Linked DNA regions of Mus musculus: regions 1 and 3 are each linked to region 2. Evidence: chromatin contacts called from public HiChIP or PLAC-seq and Micro-C data. All regions are on one chromosome and are shown on one strand. The core of a region is the stretch at or near the end of the contact, and the rest is flanking DNA. Distances in the headings are between cores, read along the strand shown. Region 1 overlaps Mrtfa (myocardin related transcription factor A). Region 2 overlaps Mrtfa (myocardin related transcription factor A). Region 3 overlaps Mrtfa (myocardin related transcription factor A).

Region 1 (3,485 bases), core at 279-2,778, 110 kb before region 2:
AGCCATGGGCAGGACTGGTGCAGATCACCTACGTGAGCCTAAATGGAGTCGGTGGAGGGAAGATGAGACGTCTTTAGGCCAGGTTTGGGGAGGGAGCTCTGGTGACCTTCACAAGGCCTCCAAGGTACTAAAAAGAGAGTCTCACTCTGTCTATATTCTACCAGGGAGAGTGGCTGGGGGGGGGAGGGGAGAAACAGGAAAGGCCAAGGTTTTATAGTAGAAACCTAGAGTAGAGCTACAAGGTGAGGGCTGACCCCAAAGCTGTGCTAGACTGGAAGGAAACGCAGTTGGCTGGTGCTGACGGTGTACTCTGCAGGTCGGGGGTGGGGGGTGGGGGTGAGGAGGGAGCCTTACCCTGGCCCGCTCCAGGCTTCTTCTCTGCTCATGAAATGCAGCGGGGCTTTTCAAAGCTGTTGAGAAAAGAACCATAAAAGAATTACATTTAGAGACTGAGGCTAGCTCTGTGCTGGAGTGCCTGCATGGCACAGGCAAGCCCCTGGGCTCAGTCCCAGAACCAAAACCCCAAACAGCAGCAGAACCCACCTCCTAGTGACACTCCATGTACAGCACTACCACTGCAGGCGAGAAATGCCACCTGGCACCCAACAAGCATGTGTCTTTATGGCTGGTCACTCTGAGACCCCTGGGGACAGCAGGACCTCTTGACCTTTGGCTCAGTGCTACACCATTCTCCATCCCACCAGTTAGCTCCATGACTGCCTGGCTTGGGCAGATCTGTGAGCTGCACCCACCACACTTTTTCTGTCTTATTAGAAATTGCAGTGGCCACATAGGGAGGTGAAAGCAGAGGCCCGACCCCTCACAGGGCAGCATCTTTGCTCAGCCGGGACTAACGGCTTGGTTAGAATGACTCTCAGGTTTATCTTTGAGAACTATGAAAATTTCAGTCATTGTTGGCTGACCCTCGTGAAAGCTGGGTCCCATTCTGGGGTCTGCTGAGCTTCTGTCACTAATGGTAAGCCCGGCCACAGCTCCTCTGCAAATGCAGCATGAGCACTCCAAGTCTCTTGTAAGGCGACACATGACAACTTAAGACGCCGGGGAGGACAGGGGGCGTGTGGCTCCCTTCGCTAGGGAGCAATGGCAGTAGGTGAGAAGCATGTGAGGCTGTGGTCGGTTTCAGTTCTGCTGCCCAAGGCTGCAGACAGTGTGAGACTGTGTGCAAAGATAACCTTCCAGGCCTGTGGTGGGAGCCACTAAAAGTAGCAAGACACAGATAGGACCTATCCTGCCTGGCCTCTGTGCTTCCGCCCCTCCATTCCCAGGGGTGGGCCTCCTGGGAGCATGCTCAGAGGAGCTTCACCATCCTGGCAGCAGTTTTGTTTAGATTAAAGACAATGTTAAAAATAGTAATAATAGGAGAGAAAACGGTAAGGCCATGTGAGCCCTTCCATTTTCTGACAGCAGGGGGAGCTCTAGACTCAGCAGACACCCTCAAGACAAACCAGTACAGGTTCTCTCCTCAACCTGCACAGCTAGAGAACCCATTCAGGGAACCGCCCAGGCTGCCCCAAGGGAAGGAAGCCCGCCCTCATTCCTGGTTCCACTGTGCAAGAATGCACTGGACCAAAGTTGGCTTTCAGGGCCTGGAAGCAGGAGTGTGGTCTGAGAGTGACAGGCTAGCACCACTCCCTCCCACAACGCTGGGACAACAAGCCCACAGGAGCATGCCCCATCTCTCTCACACAACACAGGAGCATGCCACATCTCTCTCTCTCTCTCTCTCACACAACACAGGAGCATGCCACATCTCTCTCTCTCACAACACAGGAGCATGCCACATCTCTCTCTCTCACATAACACAGGAGCATGCCACATCTCTCTCTCTCACACAACACAGGAGCATGCCACATCTCTCTCCTTCTCACAACACAGGAGCATGCCACATCTCTCTCTCACACAACACAAGAGCATGCCACATCTCTCTCTCTCTCACAACACAGGAGTATGCCACATCTCTCTCTCACACAACAGAGCCGCCCTATAGTCACTCATTCAGTAAGCTGCTATCGGGTGTCTGTAAGAGGGTTCTATGTGGTCAGCAAGAGGGCTCTGTACTATAGCTTGAAACCTCAGGTTAACTGTCAGGTCCTAGAGTTCAGATTCAGAGTTAGAAACCTGGAAAAGTTCCTGTGTTGAAGGATCTGAGTCCCATTACAGGGTCCTAACAACTCTTGGGACAATTCAGCTTATGACTACTTTTTTGGAGACTGAGACTCTGCCCACCTCCTGGAACAAAGACTCCCATCACTGGGGCTAGAGAGATGGCTCAGCAGTTACTTCAGGCAGCTCGTGATAGTCGATCACCCCAGCTTCAGGGGACCCAATGTCCCTGCTACTAGCTTCTGAGGCATCTACATGCATGTACACGCATCTACACACACAAACTCCCTCTCCCTTTCTCTCCCTTATTAATTAATTTTTCCAAACAGGGTTTCTCTGTTTAGCCATGGCCACACTGGGAATAGCTCTGTAGTCCAGGCTGGCCTTGAACTCAGAGATCTACTTGGCTTTGCCTCCCAAGTGCTGCAATTAAAGGTGTGCGCCACCACTGCCCAGCCAACTCTATTTTGAAAGAATCAGGCTGAGTGCGGTGATGCACACCTTTTATCCCAGCACTCGGGAGGCAGAGGCAGGAGGGTCTCTACGAGTTCTAGGGCAGCTTGGTCTACAATGAGTTCCAGGATAGTCAAGGTTATGTAGAGAGACCCTGCCAACATACTAATAAATAAGAACAAAACCCAAAAAGCACGCACCCACTGTCTCATGGGATGCACTGCTGCCACAAGCGCGGCTTAGCCAAGTCACTAGCTTATTCTCTCGGGCTGGCTGGGCCTGGCTGCAGACACAGATGATTGTCTAAGCCCTGGCTACCTGAACATCCTATCCTTGCAACCCCAGGGGTAATGACAAACCCGGCTTCCGGAAGCATGTCTCACAGCACAGACAGCCTGACACAGGGGTGGTTCATCTTTATGTACCAATGACAGCTGCCACCACTGCATGACGGTGAGAGGTCAAAGGGCCATGGTGGATACAGATTCTGAACCCACTGACCTAAGGGCATCTCTCACTCCAGCAAGACAGAAAATGATACCCACTGAATGCTTGCTTATATGGCAGGGATTGGGTCAGATTGGGTTTGTTGTTTTTGGTTTTGTTTTCCCAGATGTGGTCTCAATGAATTCTTTTTTTTTTTTTTTTGCTGCATACATGACTTACAGTTGTCTATCCTTTTTTTTTTTTTCAGTTTTTTTTAATTAGGTATTTTCCTCATTTACATTTTCAATGCTATCCCAAAGGTCCCCCATACCCACCCCCCCAATCCCCTACCCACCCACTCCCCCTTTTTGGCCCTGGCGTTCCCCTGTACTGGGGCATATAAAGTTTGCAAGTCCAATGGGCCTCTCTTTGCAGTGATGGCCGACTAGGCCATCTTTTGATACATATGCTCAATGAATTCT
Region 2 (3,469 bases), core at 155-2,654:
ATATGTATGTATGTAATATATGTGTGTATATATATATGTATGTGTTTATATAAATATTATGTATGTAATATGTGTATGTGTATATATGTGTATGTATGTAATGTGTGTGTATGTGTGTGTGTATATAGATATAGATATAGATATATGATGCACAAAGATCTTCAGCACAGTGAAGAGCTGACTGCTTGCTCAGTGGGCACCAGACACAGTGGATGACAAATTCAAAGTCAACACTTCTATCAAAACTTACTTTTCCACATAGAAGGGAAAACTATTTGCTAGCAGACCTGACCTACAAGACATGCTAGGAGTCCTTCAGGTTGAAATAAAACACCAATTCAAATGCAAACACACAAAAACTATAATACAAAGCACTGAGAAATGAATCAAAGAAGTGAGCACAAAAACAGTATGAGTTAATTTGGTTTTCTTCTGTCTTATGAAAATAAGAAGCACAGAATCCAAAAATTGAACCTATGTAAGTAGATTTAATGGGCACATTGTAAATCTCGACCATTTCAACACAAAGGGGGATACAGAGTTATGAAGTTAGACGCTACTGAAATTGAGCTGCTATTAAAGCCAGGCATAGTAGCACATGACTGGAGGCTGAGGCAGAGGATTCTAGGTTGAAAACCAGCCTTACTATAGGATTCATAGTAAGTTCCAGGTCAGCTAGGGCAATACAGCAAAATATTGTCTCAAAAAAAAAAAGTTTAAAAAATATTTTTTTAAAAAAGTGATCCCAGCCGGGCGTGGTGGCGCAGGCCTTTAATCCCAGTACTCGGGAGGCAGAGGCAGGCGGATTTCTGAGTTCGAGGCCAGCCTGGTCTACAAACTGAGTTCCAGGACAGCCAGGGCTACACAGAGAAACCCTGTCTCGAAAAACCAAAAAAAAAAAAAAAAAAAAGTGATCCCAACTAGGGATTATGTTATGTTTCCTACTCCCATGATTTCAACAAGAAGAACTCAAAAGACTTCTCAGGAAAATGAGCAAGGCCAAGGAAAACCACTTAGGAGAAGCAACCATTAAAAGCTCTCTCTACAAGTGCCCCTCAGGAGACACTGCAAATGAGGAAAGGCTGACACTCTGACAGTGAGCGAGAACCAGCATCCCTTGACCAGCTTACACCCCATCCCTACCCGAAAGAGTTAAGTGACCAAAGGGAGCACCCTGCTCTAGCTCCAGATCCAACACCAGAAAGAGTAGCCACTAGCCTCTCTCATCCTTTAGGATGAGGAGGTTAAATTCCTGCTGAGACCAAAAGCCCGGGGCACCGTAGTACAGAGGCTCCACCCAAGCAACAAGAGTCTCAAAATGCTGGGGCTCCAGCTCCATCACTGGGCAAAAATTCCACGCTCTGAGGCAAATCAAAAAGACCACAAGCAACCCCCTGGCCAAGGTCCGAAGGAATGACTCAGAGATCTGCCCAAGAGCAGAGGCGATCCACAGGAAGCTCCCAAGTTCTCCACAGAGGAACTGTTTCTATTTAAACAGGCTGGGGGACTCAAGCCTGAAAGCATCTTGAAAAACAGCTCCTCTTACTTAGGAATAACAATCTAAACCGCAGGGTAGCCAGCTCAGCACTGAGAACCAGGAGAGGCAGCTAGAAGCAGTCCTCCAGGGTCAGAACAAACCTCCAAGACCTCAGCTCCAATTTAAATGATCACACTGACTAACAAGTTATGCCAAGACAAGTCAGTGTCGAGAAGAAAAGTCCCAGAGCAGGCGGACCCTACTGCGCGGTGTGAGGTGCCAGGGAACGGGAGCCGAATGAAACCCTTTGCATTACACGAACATGAGGCTAAAGTAAAGCAACACCTGCAGATGCCACAACAGAGTGCGCATTCATGGGCTTCCATCAGGTAATACTAGGTATGGCTCACAAAGTAAAGGTGTTTGCCACAAAGGCTGAGGGCACCCAAAAGGGAAAAAAAGGAGGGAACTGACTCCCGTAGAAGTTGTGCTCTGACCTCCAGACATTACACACACAACACACACACACACACATCTCTCTCCAAGATAAATAAATATCATAAAATTCTGAGTAGATAAACTGGACTACGTCAAAACTAAAAGCGACACTCTCAAGGTTACCCTCTGATAATATCAAGAGCAATGAAAAAAGACCCAGGCACTCAGCACCTGGAGGGAGGCAGGAGCCTCCTATAAGTTCTCTATAGGAGTTCTAGGCCAGCCAGGGCTCCATAGAGGTGGAAAAAGTCACACAGAAAATATACAAAGCATCATTAAGTAGGGAATTAAGATCATATATAAGGATATCTTAAGATTTAAGAATTAAAAGAGAAATGAATGCATGCAGATGAACAATAAGCATACCAGGAGATCCCACACCACTGTCAGTAGGAGACATGAAACAAAACTACAACGAACAGCTCACAGCCACTACAGCTGTGGAAGTCAGGTGTGCACACAGCAAGTGCTGTGGAGCACGCAAAGTCTATCTACTGTATGATCCCAATCACACAAAAGCTCACAACAAGGAAACGCACAGAAACGAAAGCAGGGAGTAGGCAAAGGGAAATGGCACAGGTCCATCATGGAGTGATGGAGGTGTTCTAACACCAGCAGTGGTGATGCTGGGCATGTTTACAACTCCCTAAGCAGCAGTAAGTTGGATGTTTTGCCTGTGCAGAATTGCAAAGTTTGTTAATTTTGTCTCTGTATGGCTACTTTTTAAAAAGATTTAATGGGGGCTGGAGAGATGGCTCAGCGGTTAAGAGCACTGACTTCCAGAGGTCCTGAGTTCAATTCCCAGCAACCACATGGTGTCTCACACCATCTGTAATGAGATCTTGATGCCTTCTTCTGGTGTGCCTGAAGATAGCTACAGTATACTTATATACATAAAATAAATAAATTAAATTAAAAAAAAGATTTAATGGGCTGGGCAGTGGTGGCATATGATGCCTTTAATCCCAGCACTTCGGAGGCAGAGACAAATGGGTCGCTATGAGTTCGAGGCCAGCCTGGTCTAAAGAGCAAGTTCCAGGGGGCTGGTGAGATGGCTCAGCAGGTAAGAGCACCCGACTACTCTTCTGAAGGTCCTGAGTTCAAATCCCAGCAACCACATGGTGGCTCACAACCTCTTCTGGAGTGTCTGAAGTCAGCTACAGTGTACTTAGATATAATAAGAACAGCCAAGGCTACACAGAGAAACCCTGTCTTGAAAAACCAAACAAAAGATTTAATGGGGAGTCGGGTTGGAGAAATGGCTCAGTGGTTAAGAGTACTTGTTGCTCTTCCAGAGGAAACAGGAACAGAATCCCAGAGCCCACACTGTGACTAACAGCCACTTGTAACTCAAGTTCCAGGGAATCTGTCACCATCTTCTGGCCTCCCTGGGCCACATACATAGTGCACAAAGCACATATACATATAAAATAAGTTACCAAAAAAAAAAAAGGGTAGGGACAGTAAGCTAGTTCAGTAGATACTGTAAGCTTA
Region 3 (3,427 bases), core at 236-2,735, 67 kb before region 2:
ATACCATCAGGCTGAGTTGAAGTATTTATCCAGCTGACTACAGAAACAGCTGCCACCATGGCACTCACTGGCATTTCTACCCATAGCAGTGGTTCTCTACTTGTGGGCTGCAACCCCTTTGGGGGTTGAATGACCCTTTCACAGGCATTGTGGATCAAATATCCTGTGCATCAGATATCTACATTACTATTCATAACAGTAGCAAACTTAAGAGTTATGAAGAAGCAACAAAAATAATTTCATGGCTGGGATCACCAGAGCATGAAAAACTGTATTAAAGGGTTGCAACATTAGGAAGGCCGAGAACCACCAACCAATAGAGATAGTAACAGGTCAGATACCAAGGCTGGCAGTGCAGACATGCCAGCATATCCTTCCCACACTAGGTTTCCTGGCGTGCGGAAGCTGAGCAAGGCAAGGCACGCAACGCAGAGGAATACAAACCTCTATGCTGGGTAATGTGTTCCAGGGGAAGGAGAACAGGTAAAGCTCAGGAACCTAGTGCATCACTGTCCTCGCCACGGCTCCTCCTCAGAGCCAGCTGGGAAGTGGGCTATCAAAGCCTCTCTTCATCCACCCCCACTTAATGAAAAGTGATAAGTATTAGTGAATCAGAAAGGGAAGAACGAAGGCAATCCTCTCATCAGAAACTCCTAGTTCAGCCACACCCTTTCCAACAAGAGCACCTATGAGGTTACTTAGCCATCAGAATAAAAAACGCCAAAAGATTCCAGTGCAGAGGATAGGGAACAACCAGGGTTCTTGAACACAAATGTTCCTCTAGAAATAGTTTACAAGTTTCTTATGAACTTAAACTTCCTATTATCCAAGCCAGAAATCCCATCCCTGAGTGACCTGGGGCTTCTAATATTGGGATGAAACACCATGACCAAAAAGCAAGCTGAGGAGGAAGGGTTCATTTGGCTTACACTTCCACATTGTAGTCCATCCCTGAAGAAAGTCAGGACAGGGACTCAAACAGGGAAAAAACTTGGAGGAAGGAGCTGATGCAGAGGCCATGGAGGGGTGCTACTTACTGGCTTGTTCAGTCTGTCTTCTTATAGAACCCAGGACCACCAGCTCAGGGATGGTACCACCCACAATGGGCTGGGTCCTTCCCCATCGATCACTAACAAAGAAAATGCCCTACAGCCAGATCTTATGGAGGCCTTTTCTCAAATGCAGTTCCTTTCTCTCTCATGATTCTGCCTTGTGTCAAGTTGACATAAAACTAGCACCTACTCAGGAAAGATAAAAAATGTCTGTCCACATAAGGGCCATACCCGAACACACATGTCAGTAATTACCTCAAACTAGAAACAAGTTAAATGTTTTTTATTTGTGAGTGGTATAAAATGTACCAATTCATAGAAATAATAAATATTCAGCAATCAATCAAACAAACAAACTGCAAGCCACTGCAGGGCTGGATCATCCTTTGCAGAACCCACTGAACTACATTCCTGAAAGGGAAGCTCACCACCACACAGAAGCTGACTTCTTTTCTTGTCTCTTCAAGAAGGAGACTACAGTGTTACTCATCAGGACTGAGGAGTGAGGAATGCAGGCTCTGTAAGAATTTGTCTTTTCCTTCCCTTTCTCCTAACCTGGCAACGGTCTAGAAGCAGACTCTTCACTGTTTTACAGATTTGTTGTGATTTTCTTTCCTTTTTTTAAAAGCTCATAAAAAAACAACAAAACAAACAACAACAAAAAACCCAGAATGTTTAGTTAAAACATATGCCCATTACTTGTATACAAAAACATTTCTTAGATTAAAAAAAAAAAAAAAAAAAAAAAAGCTCTAGAGCTGATGCCTTGAGTTAAGTGCTGTGCCTACCACCTGCTAACTCTGAGACCTTGAGATACTCCTCCTTTTGTGTCACTGTTTCCTCACTTATAAAGTAGGGATGAGATAATCCATTTCGGGTCGCTGTAATCAACAACTGAGCACATGTGGAACACTGAAGACAGTGCCCACTCTATAGTCATTTGGTAAGTGTGAGCTGGTGTCGTCACCGTGTATGTGACATAGATAGAAACGTGCCCATACACAGCACAGAGGAGGGCAGGCTCCATTTGGGGCAGAAATAGAAAAATTTTATTTTTCATCTTCTTCCCTTTGGTACGTATCTTCAGAAAGCACTGACTTTTTAAACACATATTTTTGGGGTGACGTGCCCCAAAACAAACAGGAGAAAAGGATGCTGGACAGGAAGCAGGACTCTTGTTTTCAGGTTTAGGTGTACTGTTTACCACTCAGCTACGTCCCTCAAGGCATCACTTCCATCTCCACTGAGGGCGTCCCATCTCTAAAATGGAGTGCTCCCCAGACTTACAATAGCATGGGACAAACCACACTACTTACTTTTTTAATAACTATTATTTATTTAATGTATATGAGTACACTAGAGCTCACACCAGAAGAGGGCATCAGATCTCATTACAGATGGTTATGAGCCACCATGTGGTTGTGGGATTTGAACGCAGGACCTCTGGAGGAACAGTCAGTGCTCTTAACCACTAAGCCATCTCTCCAGCCCCTGAACCACACACCAAGGTGCATGTGTGGTGGCTGGAGGACAGCTTTGTGAGTTTGTTTTCTCCTTACACCTTCACATGGGCTCTGGGGCTTAAATTCAGGTCCTCGGGTTTGCACGTCAAGTGTTCTCACCCACTAAGTCATCTTGCTGTCCCTTGCTCTCCTTTTGATATTTGCTGTCTGACTACCAAGTATCAAGCATGTGAACACAGACAGAAAAACACACCAGCCCACTCTGAGCGCATCTGACAGTTCTGACTAGGCTTACCAACCCAGTGGACGTGTACCCACCAGGACATTCCCTCAATCTGACAGCACTCTGCTAGGAACTGAGAAATAGATGCCTGCATGGCTGGGAGGACTCAGCGCAGGCCTCTACCAAGAGGACACCTCTGAGATGAATCCAGAGTGGCAGGAAGCTGGGCATGGTGGCACACACCTTTAGTCCCAAAATTTGAGAGTGAGAGGCAGTCAGATCTCTGAGTTCAAGGCCAGCTTGGTCTACAGAGAGTGAGTTTCAGGCCACTTGGGGCTATAGAGTGAGACCTCCTATCAAAAAACAAAAACATAACATCCTCAAAATATAGATTTTTCTGGCGGGAAGGAGGGATGGAGAGGGGAGGTGGAGGGAGTCTGCTTACAAGGTTAGATGAGCACCAACCACAGGGGAGAAATGCACAAAGTTAAGAGAGTGACAACAACTTCGTGAGAAATGGAGAACAAAGGAGGAGAAACAGAAAAACCATTTTTATTTTCAGCAGCGTGGATGTGAAAGGGGATGAGGAGGGGACAGAATTGGGTCAGGAAGTGAGAAGACAGCACTTCAGACCACTGGGGATCTCCAGAAGCAACAGACAAGACACCTTTTATTCTTATCTGCAAGGC

What was found. A called contact is a pair of places that touch in the nucleus more often than the background predicts. HiChIP or PLAC-seq counts read pairs in DNA pulled down with a chosen protein or histone mark.
Region 1: a Micro-C map of palatal mesenchyme shows a contact between it and region 2, with 2.1 times the contacts expected there. The contact joins two enhancer-like sites. A contact is called at or near these places in 1 of 15 datasets of contacts at CTCF or cohesin (the NIH/3T3 cell line), 3 of 484 Hi-C or Micro-C datasets (double positive thymocytes, palatal mesenchyme and uterus), 2 of 115 datasets of contacts at active chromatin or transcription factors (the NIH/3T3 cell line and intestinal villus epithelium) and 3 of 9 other capture datasets (adipose tissue, liver and pancreatic islet).
Region 3: a contact with region 2 is called in an H3K27ac HiChIP or PLAC-seq map of embryonic fibroblasts, with 24 read pairs. The contact joins two enhancer-like sites. A contact is called at or near these places in 3 of 15 datasets of contacts at CTCF or cohesin (CD8 T cells, the NIH/3T3 cell line and large pre-B cells), 35 of 484 Hi-C or Micro-C datasets (8-cell embryo, the AML12 cell line, B cells and 22 more), 13 of 115 datasets of contacts at active chromatin or transcription factors (CD8 T cells, the HPC-7 cell line, the NIH/3T3 cell line and 9 more) and 3 of 9 other capture datasets (adipose tissue, liver and pancreatic islet).

What each region holds. Positions count from the first base shown.
Region 1 is chr15:81,026,308-81,029,792 of GRCm38.p6, forward strand. Mrtfa (myocardin related transcription factor A) reads right to left here. Exons shown (of 14, transcript NM_001082536.2): 4 at 355-410. Among named protein-coding and RNA genes, the nearest start is that of Sgsm3, 50 kb to the left of the region's middle. Within about 2 kb of position 1,529, at least 125 of the 459 cell types and tissues checked have an H3K27ac peak or open chromatin away from gene starts, as enhancers often do. A contact at or near this core is called in palatal mesenchyme, where this site is marked.
Region 2 is chr15:81,136,072-81,139,540 of GRCm38.p6, forward strand. All of the region lies in intron 1 of Mrtfa (myocardin related transcription factor A), which reads right to left. Among named protein-coding and RNA genes, the nearest start is that of Mrtfa, 53 kb to the right of the region's middle. Within about 2 kb of position 1,405, at least 101 of the 459 cell types and tissues checked have an H3K27ac peak or open chromatin away from gene starts, as enhancers often do. A contact at or near this core is called in the C2C12 cell line, the HL-1 cell line, the NIH/3T3 cell line and 6 more, where this site is marked.
Region 3 is chr15:81,069,171-81,072,597 of GRCm38.p6, forward strand. The region is part of intron 2 of Mrtfa (myocardin related transcription factor A); the gene reads right to left. Among named protein-coding and RNA genes, the nearest start is that of Sgsm3, 93 kb to the left of the region's middle. Within about 2 kb of position 1,486, at least 55 of the 459 cell types and tissues checked have an H3K27ac peak or open chromatin away from gene starts, as enhancers often do. A contact at or near this core is called in the C2C12 cell line, the HL-1 cell line, the NIH/3T3 cell line and 5 more, where this site is marked.